Regions from separate parts of the Mus musculus genome. Here region 2 is linked to region 1. Evidence: chromatin contacts called from public promoter capture Hi-C data. All regions are on one chromosome and are shown on one strand. Each heading gives the region's core, a stretch centred on a gene start, on an enhancer-like site or on the middle of the called end of the contact. The rest is flanking DNA. Distances are from core to core; before and after follow the strand shown. Region 1 holds the start of Apoo (apolipoprotein O). Region 2 has its middle 34 kb from the start of Eif2s3x.

The links. Promoter capture Hi-C pulls out the DNA fragments that hold promoters and counts their contacts.
Region 2: a promoter capture Hi-C map of pre-B cells shows a contact between it and region 1, with 2.9 times the contacts expected there. The contact joins the enhancer-like site here to the promoter of Apoo in region 1. A contact is called at or near these places in 2 of 39 promoter capture datasets (pre-B cells and stem cell-derived epiblast-like cells), 3 of 484 Hi-C or Micro-C datasets (CD4 T cells, muscle stem cells and uterus) and 1 of 115 datasets of contacts at active chromatin or transcription factors (memory CD8 T cells).

What each region holds. Positions count from the first base shown.
Region 1 is chrX:94,363,777-94,368,831 of GRCm38.p6, forward strand. Apoo (apolipoprotein O) reads left to right here and starts at 3,334. Exons shown (of 9, transcript NM_026673.4): 1 at 3,334-3,386. The coding sequence starts at 3,378. It overlaps Fam90a1b (family with sequence similarity 90, member A1B), which reads right to left and starts at 3,001. Exons shown (of 10, transcript NM_001362881.1): 1 at 2,855-3,001; 2 at 1,883-1,967; 3 at 679-814. The coding sequence starts at 794.
Region 2 is chrX:94,176,192-94,181,442 of GRCm38.p6, forward strand. No RefSeq gene overlaps it. Among named protein-coding and RNA genes, the nearest start is that of Eif2s3x, 34 kb to the right of the region's middle. Within about 2 kb of position 1,695, at least 431 of the 459 cell types and tissues checked have an H3K27ac peak or open chromatin away from gene starts, as enhancers often do. A contact at or near this core is called in memory CD8 T cells, muscle stem cells, pre-B cells and 2 more, where this site is marked.

The sequences.
Region 1 (5,055 bases), core at 2,084-4,583:
TAATGTGTAATAATAAAACTGCTTAAGAAGGTTGTAGTATTAGCAAGTAGATGTGTTAACATGCTTTAATAAGTTACAAAATTCTAAGGTCATAATATTCAACTCAAAGGTAATTAAAAAAATACCAAAATTTGGGAAAGCATGCTTATGGATCGACAGGAACTTAGCATAACTGTCTTCTGAGAGCAGCTGACCGAAACAGACAGAGGTCAGGGATTCTTGTGGGTGAGTTGGGTGAAGGTTTAAAGGCCCTGAAGGGGGATAGGAATTCCACAGGAAGACCAACAGAGTTAAGATGCCTGTACCCTCAGGCCTCTCAGAGACTGAGGGCTGCCTTGATCCAGCCTCAGTGGGAGAGAGTGAGCCTAACCCTGCAGAGACTTGATGCTCCAGGGTGGAGAGAAACCCTGGGTGGGGCCCACCCTCTCAGAGGAGAAGGGGAGGGGGAATGGGAGAAGGGGCTCTGGGATGGGGGGACCAGGAGGGGGAGGTAGCGTTTGGGAAGTAAATAAATAAGAAAAAAAGAAAAAACCCCTCAATTTTAATTTACACATTAAGAAAACAAACACACAAACAACACAAAAAAACCAAAACAAACAAATAAACAAAGAAGGTGGGTAAGTTCGTTATTTGTCTAGTTGTGGAATTACAACAGAAGGCAAAAGGATGGCTTCTTACGCTTTTCTTGCCTTTATCTTTGCAGCACGAGCAGAGAATGTCCTGCGGAGCTTTTCTGGGAGCTGACTATCTGATTTTGGACCACCAGAACCTGTTGTATTTGAGGACTTTTCCATTTTCCCTACAAAGAAATAATCTGAACACACATAACATTAAGCTTTTAAGGTTATAATCCTCACGTTCTTATATTTGGACTAGACTCAAATGTCCTATGATTGTTGTGTAAAGTTTTGAATCCCTTTAAGAAGAAAGCAGTGTGCTTTTAGTGTTGTGTCCAGTTTGTACCCTTTCCATACTGAAATACCACATGCTATGTCAGAAAGACTGGACCTCTCCATAACCTCCTAATCCGTCTCCCTTTTGCCCATCTTTCTCCTTCTAGTCACTGTAGCACTGAAGTTAACTTGTCTTTTTGGGACACAGGGTCCCACGTAGCTTAGGCTGGTCTCAAATTCAATCTGTAGCAGACAGTAGCTTGAAGCTAAACCTCCTGCCCCAACACCCCATGTACACTGGGATTACAGATGATCACCACCACACCTGGCTCTTGAAGTTAGCTTTTTGGAGCAATAATTCAGGATTGGTCATTTTCCTCACAAACTCCTTACTGGCAGGGGATATTTTTCTGAGTGGAGAATTTTACACATTTTCTAAAGATTTTTTTTTGGTCCATTTTTTACTGAACACTTGTGAGACTAATCAAATTGCTTAACCTCTCCGTGGTTCCGTCCCCCTTTGGTGTTTTGATCAGTACGTAAGAGATTACTGATTCTACCAAAAAGTTTTTACTCTTTTAAGTATTACATTCCCGTCTGGATGAAGCTCCCCAAATTCTTACTCATATCTTCAAAATACCTTTTAAAAGGAAATTTCAGTAACACGTGTCTTCTTTATGCATAAAATAAAAATTTAATAACGATTGTACTTTTGTAGTAATGAGCATAAGTGATATTTTTAGTTAGCTGCTGTGACTGTAAATGGTTTGAAAATACCTGCTTTCTATTGGCGACACTCGCAAGTACTGCTAATACTAAGGTTTGTTGCCTACACCGTACTTAAATGCTAAAGTTCAGTTAGAGTTTAGTGAAGGTGAAATTGTCATTTCCTTCTTTTCCTAGTTCACATACCCCCGCAACTCCTGGCATTAAGCAAGCGCTTTGGCTGTAACTTATCATCACCATGCTTCCCACTTCTAAGATGTTACCTTACTGATGCAGACAGAGCCTTCCGAGTCTATTCAGTATTTCTCCTCAGGGTCTGGAGATGGAGATGGCTCGGAACACACAATTCTGTTGAGAAGGGGGAAAAAAAAGCCGCTCGTAACATTTGGAAGTTGGTCCGGCAGTAGGCTGAGCTCTAGGGCTTTCTCCTCCCTGAAACTTTCGAACACCGCAAAGTCCCGCTTTAAAAAAAAAAAAAAAAACCAAAAAACTTTGACCACAAATCACTGAACTAAAGCTCCGATACTACATACTACGACAAACCTAACTTCTTACCGAAGCGCTCCAGCTTGTCCCAGACGCGCGGCGCGCCTTTTCCTTCTCTCTCTCTCTCTCTCTCTCTCTCTCTCTCTCTCTCTCTCTCTCTCTCTCTCTCTCTCTCTCTCTCTCTCTCCCTCAGCGAATAAAAACCCCCCTAATTTCCTTAAGGACAGGTGTGTCCCAATCAGTCTCTGGGTAAAAGGACAAGTGACCTTACACTGAAAAAATCTCCGCATCTCCAGGACGCCCGCCCACAGGGCTTCTTCCATTTTCTGTCGAATTAGGACAGAAACGAAATATGAAATACGCCGTCTTTATCGGACCCGCTAGTGTTCCCTGAGGCTAGCGCTGAGATTTCAAGAGGCAGCCTACCTGGAGTTGAATCCTAGCCTTAGATTTTTCACAGCCTTGGACGCTCGGCCGTGACAATTGTGCCCATAGACTTGGGTGGAAAAAATGAAATTATTAAACCAGCGACAACGCCAGTTTTTCTCGCAAATAGCCAAATACTGCCATTTTACGTCTACAAGTATTAAATGGGACCAATATTTGATTGTCAGATTTACACTTTAGTACTTTAAAAAGAAAAACACCGGTACCGGTCATTTTTTCACAAGTAAGCGACATGTTACATTTAGTTTAAACGTAAAACTTAAGGACCGTTCAGCGCAAGGTAAATTCTTTAAGGGAAAAACCTTTTATGAGGTAAATCGATGCCCCAAGGTCGGGTCGATCCGCTGCTTCTCCCTAAGAGACTGGTGCAGTTTACCCTCGTCCGTCGGGCGCCACCGCCTGGCTGCCTCAGCGTGCAGGATTCTCAACCCTCGCAGCCGGAGCCTGGCAGTGGAGGCGAAAGCCAGTCCCCGGCGCGGCAGGGAGCCAGAGAACCGCCTTCTTCTCACCACAGCGTGCGGCCGCCCACACGGACCTGCAGCCTTTTGCCGCCTAGCAACAGCCTGCAAGGAGGCAGGACTGTCTAGGAGGCGGGGTTTGAATTTGTTAGGTTCCCGCGCGCGCCTCTCGGTTGCTAAGCAACGCGACACGCCACCTAGCGGCGCAGGCCGAGCTTTTGGCGGGTTAAGCTGGCGTCACAGCATCATCTCGTGCTCGCTCGTGGTCAAGGGAATCAGGATCTAACCCGGCCACCGTAGTTGCCTTTTTTATAGTGGGAGGGGCCAAGGGAGGGGTGACCCTGCCGGAGCCGCGGCTGCCAGCGACATGTTCAAGGTGAGAATGTGGAGCCGGGTCACAGCTGTCATTGTCCCCTCTCAGCCTCCAGGAGCCCTCCCCACGCTCCCGGGCGTCTTTTTGGGGACCAGACTCGGTTCCTCCTGAGGCCTTTTTCACCTCCGGGCTAAATTCTGGCTTGGCGGCGGTTCATTCAGCACTCGGTACCAGCACCTGTGAGGTTGTGGAGTGAAACCCTAGATTGGTGGGATCGGCCCTTTGAGCTCTCTCGCGAATGAAACACTTTGAAAAGTTAAAACGCCTCTATCGTGCCCACCTCCTCGGCTAATGCCCTTTTGGGGTTGTGGGGAGGATGAAGCCAGGTCTGGGCGCTGCAGGGTTTGTGGCTTTGGTTGCTTGGCAGGATCAAGTTTCAGAACCTGGCCCGTGGGTGGGGGAGGGTCAGCTTCGGAGGATGTCGGGGATGCTGGCTTGGGGCGGGGCGGGGGGGTCTCTCTCTCTCTCCCCCTCATCCCCCCCTCTCTCCCTCCCTTCCCCTCCCTCCCCCTCCCTCCCCCTCCCCCCCTCTCTCTCTCTGTGTGTGTGTGTGTGTGTGTGTGTGTGTGTGTGTGTATGTAGCTGGAGCTTTACTGCCCAGTGAGCATTAGTATGAAGTCGACTCTTCTCCCCTCTTACAGTTTTTTCGAACTGTCCTCCATAAGATGGACATTTACAGTGAAGACTTTCAAAAACCTGTATTTTAGCATAAATTATTCTTTCTTAAACGGCAAATATATTTTGTCATTAAAAAAACCCCACAGGCTGTGCACACCTTTAATCCCAGCACTCAGGAGGCAGAGGCAGTGGATAAATTCATGAAGATGAGTTCGAGGATAGCCTGGTTTACGTAGCGATTTCCAGGACAACCAGTGTTACATAAAGTTTCTGTCTTAAAAAATAGCCACAGGCAGCCAGAAATCTACAAAATCAAGTCTCAAGAAACACAATATTTACAGAATGGTGCTAATGAAATTTCAGACTTGTGCTCCTCATTTCAAAGTTTCTTGCAGCTGCGGTGGGTGTTTGAGGCACAATAGTAAGGGCTGCAAAATGAGACCATGGCTTCTGCCTTCCAGTGCTGTGGTATTGTCAGTTACTAGCTATATGATAATGGACATGTCACTTAACTCCACTTAACTGCCTGTTCCCCCCCCCCCCCATTGTGAAATTAGGGTAATAAAGTCTAACTGTTAAATACTGAGGGGAATTATGTCACTAAATGCAGAGGAAGGATGGACACTGAACTCATAGATTTGTTGGCTCAGCAATGCCATCAGGGTTTACTATGGCATTTACTATGGCATTGTTGGTCTTCCTTATGGTTTCAAGATGACTGACATAACAGTACTTTCTTATTCACTAGGGGAAGAGGAGAGGATAAAACTCCCAAGCTTGGAGTATGTTTTTTCTTCAGGTCTGATTGGACCAGTATGGGTCAGGTGTCTGTCACTAGCCTCATTGCAGTTGCCAGGGAATGCTAGTCTCTGGTTAGCTTAGGCTAACAGGACCACTGCGTAAGCACAGGGAAAAGGAATGGCTTCATGAAAAGGTGTAATGGAAACTGGATCTGCAGCCAACAATGCCCATGTCGGGTATGTTCAGATAAGTTTGTGCAAGTGTGCACTGACTTTGGCTCTTTGAAAATCTTTCATGATCCTGATACATTTAA
Region 2 (5,251 bases), core at 445-2,944, 190 kb before region 1:
ATGTGCCACAACTTTTCTGCATGCATGGGCATTTTGCCTGCATGTATGTCTGTGTACCATGTGCATATAGTGCCGGGGGGGGGGGGGCAGAAGGTTTTGAATCCCCTGGGACTATAGTAACAGAGCGCTGTGATTGCTGGCAATGGAAACTGAGTCCTAAATCCAGTACTACTGAGGACAAAAATTCTTTTTATAAAAACTTGAAATTTTTATTAGTGTTTGAGAGATATGAATATGGAGTCCAGAGAACAGCTTTTTTCCTTTTTGTTTGTTTGTTTGTTGCTGTTTTGTGCCAGGGTTTCTCTGTATAGCCCTGGTTGTCCTGGAATTCACTCTGTAGACCAGGCTGGCCTCGAACTCAGAAATCGGCCTGTCTCTGCCTCCCAAGTGCTGGGATTGTTTTTATTTTCAAGACAGGGTTTCTCTGGGTAGCCCTGTGTAGCTCTGTGTAGCCCTGGCTGTCTTGGAACTCAATTTGTAGACCAGGCTGGCCTCGAACTCAGACATTCGCCTGCCTCTGCTTCCCAAGTGCTGGGATTAAAGGCGTGCACCACCACGGTCCAGTCAAGAGAACAACTTTTGGTAATCTGTGTTCTCCTTTCTCTATGAACCTAGGTCATCAGACTTACCTAGCAAGCATTTATAACTGTTGAGCCATCTTGCTAGCACTCAGTTTAAGTTCTTAAAATTTAGGACATGGAGGTTGGATAGCTGTGAAATTGCAAAAGTTCTGAAAAATCCATTAGAAAAACCACAGGATACAAAACAAAACAAAGAAACACAAACTAAGCCAGGTCACGAAAAAGGCTTCAGAGGTCCCTGGAGACAGATAGCGTTGATGTCCATCACCACAGTAAAACGATGTGCTTTAAAAGGCATAGGGTTAGCAGGGTATGGTGGCTCATGTCTATAATCCCAGTCGTTGGGAAGGCAAATCCAGATTTCTGTCAGTTCCCTAGAGAATTCCGACCAGCATGAAATATAGTGAGAACCTGCACTAACCAAATAAACAAAGTGAAGGTTTCAGGAGAGAAAATGAGCAATCTGGTAGGAGCAGACTCTCCTCCCTTCCACTTGAGTTTAGGTTTTTAATTTAACCAACAGGCATCTATTGCTTTGGAGATTAATTTAGCCCTTCACAGCATTTCAAATTCACTATGGCTTTGCAGCGATGAAGCTGGAATGTTTTAATACATGATAAAAAAAAAAAAACTTCATCCTAAAGCCAAATACAACAAGCATCCTTGCAAACACCATCCCCAAATTGTATTCTAAAATTACCCGTCATATGTGCTGTTGGCGAAATACTTAATTGAAAACGTAGCTCTAAAACCCTGAAAAAAAAATCAATCTTCCTTTCCAAATAGAATCAAAAGAAAATGTGTAACTTAAGGCTTATGGGACATAGTTTAGGGGAGCAAGCAAAAAAATGGAAAGAAGCCACGGAGGCGTCCCAAGCAGAGCGGCATGATGGAACACGCTCAGCGGGGCGGCTGTTTGTCCAAGGCTGGAGTGCAGAGCAGAAAAAGCAGGACTCCTCCGTGGCGGAGGAACGAGCAGGGGGACTAAAACAGGCCACTCCTCGTTCATTTTAGACGTTCCACGTGGAGGAAGAGCGTGGTGTGCAGTGGAGCCAGACCGCATCCTAATGGCTCAGCGGGTAAAACCTAGAGCACGTCAGCTCCGCTCTCAAACTGACAGAGCTGGACCCACCCCTTTTCCCAGCCTCGTCACTTCCTGTCTGCCCAGCACCCACTTGCTTGGGGCCGGAAGGAGTCAACTCTCTTTCCGCGCTCGATCACCCAGGCGTAGCGCACTACGCAGGCTCGGCGGCGCTTCGGGAAGCAGCGGGCGACTAGGGAGGAGCTGGTCTCCACCAGCCATGCGATACTCCCACGGTGGAGGCGGCGACGCGGCGCGGGTAGCGGAAGAGGAGGGGCGGGGGGACTATACAGGAAGTGAACTCGGGGGCCGAATCGGCTCTGGCTGGGTCTTCCGTGTGTCGACTGCGCACGCGCGCGCCGCGGCGCGGGCGCCCCGGGCGCCACGGCTGCCGCTGCGGAAGCTGTCTGCCTGCCTGCCCTGCCCTTTTTACAAGGATGAGGGGGAAAACAAACCCAAAACACTGGTTCCTAAACAACTAAACACTTTTATTTCAAATTTGCCTATCACAACTGTCTATTCCAGGGCCCAATATGTCCATGTCTTAGGCGTGACTTTTTGTTCAATGATTTTTTTTTTTCTGTTCAAAAAAGGAATGCCTTTTTCTCATTGATAGCATACTCTGTCTATAAAATGTATAACTATAATTTTAAGTCTGGTTGTAGTCTGGTGGAATGATTGATCTGTCTCTGCAGCAGTAACACATTTTATATTATGATTTTGGGTTTGGTGAGAAAGTCAGCCAGTAAATATGATTTCTGCCTAGCCTGACAGCCGAATTCGCTTCAGAGTCTCCTCCAACCCTAATGGAAGCCCTCGGACATTCACATGGGCTGTGAAAATGCTCTCCACACACTATAAATAAAATAAATTTAATTTTTAAAATTGAATAAGTGCCGGGAAGTGGAGGTACATGCCTTTAATCCCAGCACTTGGGAGGCAGAGGCAGGCAGATTTCTGAGTTCGAGGCCAACCTAGTTTACAGAGTGAGTTCCAGGGCAGCCAGGGATACACAGAGAAACCCTGTCTCGAAACACCAAAAAAATAAAAATAAATTGAATAAGCAATTGGATAATTGAAAAAAAGATGCTCTAAAATGTTGTATATCGGGATGGAGAGATGGCTCAGCGGTTAAGAGCCCTGGCTGCTCTTCTAGAGGTCCTGAGTTCAAGTCTCAGCAACCACATGGTGGCTCACAACCATCTGATGCTCCCTTCTGGTGTGTCTGAGAACAGCTACACTGTGCTCATAATAAATAAATAAATAAATAAATCTTTTTTTTTAATGTATGTCAGGACTGCAGATATGACTCAGCGGTTAAAAGTATTTACTGCACTTTCAGAGGACCGGAATCTGGCTTTTAACAATTCCAGAGGGCCGGGCGTGGTGGCGCACGCCTCTGATCCCAGCACTCAGGAGGCAGAGGCAGGCAGATTTCTGAGTTCGAGGCCAGCCTGGTCTACAAAGTGAGTTTCAGGACAGCCAGAACTATACAGAGCTATACACAGAAACCTGCCCCGAAAAAAAAAAAAAAAAAAAAAAAGAAAAAAAACCAGTTCCAGAGGAATACAATGCCTCTGGCTTCCTCAGCCACTCACATACTTGCATACCCAGACAATACGCATATACTCATAATTAAAAGTAAAAAAATCTTTAAAAATATATTAAACCAGATGGTGGTGGTGCACACCTTTGATCACAGCACTTGTGAGGAAGAGGCAGGTGAATCTCTGTGAGTTCAAGGCTAACCTGGTCTACAGAGAATTCCAGGGCAGCCAGGACTACATACAGAAACCCTGTCTTGAACCGCCCTCCCCCCTCCAAAAAGTGCTATTATTTTGTGAGTATTTTGTCTTCATTCATGATTGTATTGTGGACCACGTGTGTCTGGTGTCTGCTGAGGGCAAAAAAATGGTGTTGGATCGCCTGGAACGGGAATTAGTAACCAGGGCCCTTTGCAAGAGCAGTCATCACTTTTCAAGCCCCTAATATATATATATTATTTATGTATATACTCTGGAGGCAGAGGCAGGTGATTTTTGTGAGTTTGAGGCCAGACTGTTCTACATAGCAAGTTTGAGGCCACCTAGGACTATGTAGAGAGGCCCTGTCTCGAAAAAGAAACAAAACAACAAAAACAATTAGACAAATGAACAATGCTTTTATTATTTTTAATTATGTGTGTGTGTGTGTGTGTGTGTGTGTGTGTGTGTGTGTGTGTTTGAATGAGAGTGATGGTGCCCAGAGTAGCCAGAGATTGGTTCCCTCTGGAGTTTGAGCTATTGGTGTTTAGGAACCACCTGAAGACTAGTGCAGAAGGGTTTCTGCTCTCAATTGCGAGCCATCTCTCCAGCCCTGGACAAGCTCTTTAAAAATCTTACTAAGATTTAGGGGCTGGGGAGTAAGCTGGCTTAGCAGATAAAGGTGCCCTGCTGACAAGCCCCGTGACTTGAGGTCAATGTTCAAGACTCGCATGGTAGAAGGAGAGAACTGGCTCCTTTCAGTTGTCCTCTACATGTGCCGTGGCACCCATGCATGTTGGCATGCATATGTGGACATGTTCAATCACATGCACAACTGAAGTTTTTGATTGAGATCACATGATGGAATGGAATGAAAACTTTGGAGGCATGGACGTCTCTATAACAGAGTTGCCCCAAACAAAAAGAATATGGTCCACTTTCTAATTGTTTATATCCTTTGGATATTTAGCAAAAGGCTAGAGATTTACTCACATATTTATTTTTGCTCTGGGTTTTTTTTTGTTTGTTTTTGTTTTTGTTTTTTTGAGACAGGGTTTCCCTGTGTAACAGAGCTCTGGCTGTCCTGGACTCAATTTGTAGATCAGGCTGGTCTCGAACTCACAGATTTGCCTCTCCTCCCTCAGTGCAGTGCTGGGATTAAAGACATGTGCCACGTATCTCATTCCATGTGAATGTATGCCTGAAGAGTTTGTATCTATTACATTTTTATTGTACATGTATGGTAGATAATAATTTTGTCATGTTATTGTCTTACCCATCCCAAGTTATGTTTTCTGGGTGGATAGTCAATATCTTGTAAATAATATTCTGTCTTTTTTTTTTAGATTTATTTATTTATTATATGTAAGTACACTGTAGCTGTCTTTAGACACTCCAGAAGAGGGAGTCAGATCTCATTACAGATGGTTGTGAGCCATCATGTGGTTGCTGGGATTTGAACTCTGGACCTTCAGAGGAGCAGTCGGGTGCTCTTACCCACTGAGCCATCTCACCAGCCCCATATTCTGTCTTTTTGTTGTTGTTTTGTTTTGTTTTGTTTTGTTTTGTTTTTCGAGACAGGGTTTCTCTGTCCTGGAACTTACTTTGTAGACCAGGCTGGCTTTTGTTTTGTTTTTTGAGACAGGGTTTCTCTGTAGCCCTGCCTGTCCTGGAACTCACTTTGTAGACCAGGCTGGCCTCGAACTCAGAAATCCACCTGCCTCTGCCTCCCAATGGGATTAAAGGCATGAGCCACCAGGCCCGGCTTCCGTCTTTTCCATTACTAATATGTATACCTCATTTGTAAAGTGTCAGAAAGCAATGCTGCAGAGCTGAACTGGGCAGTG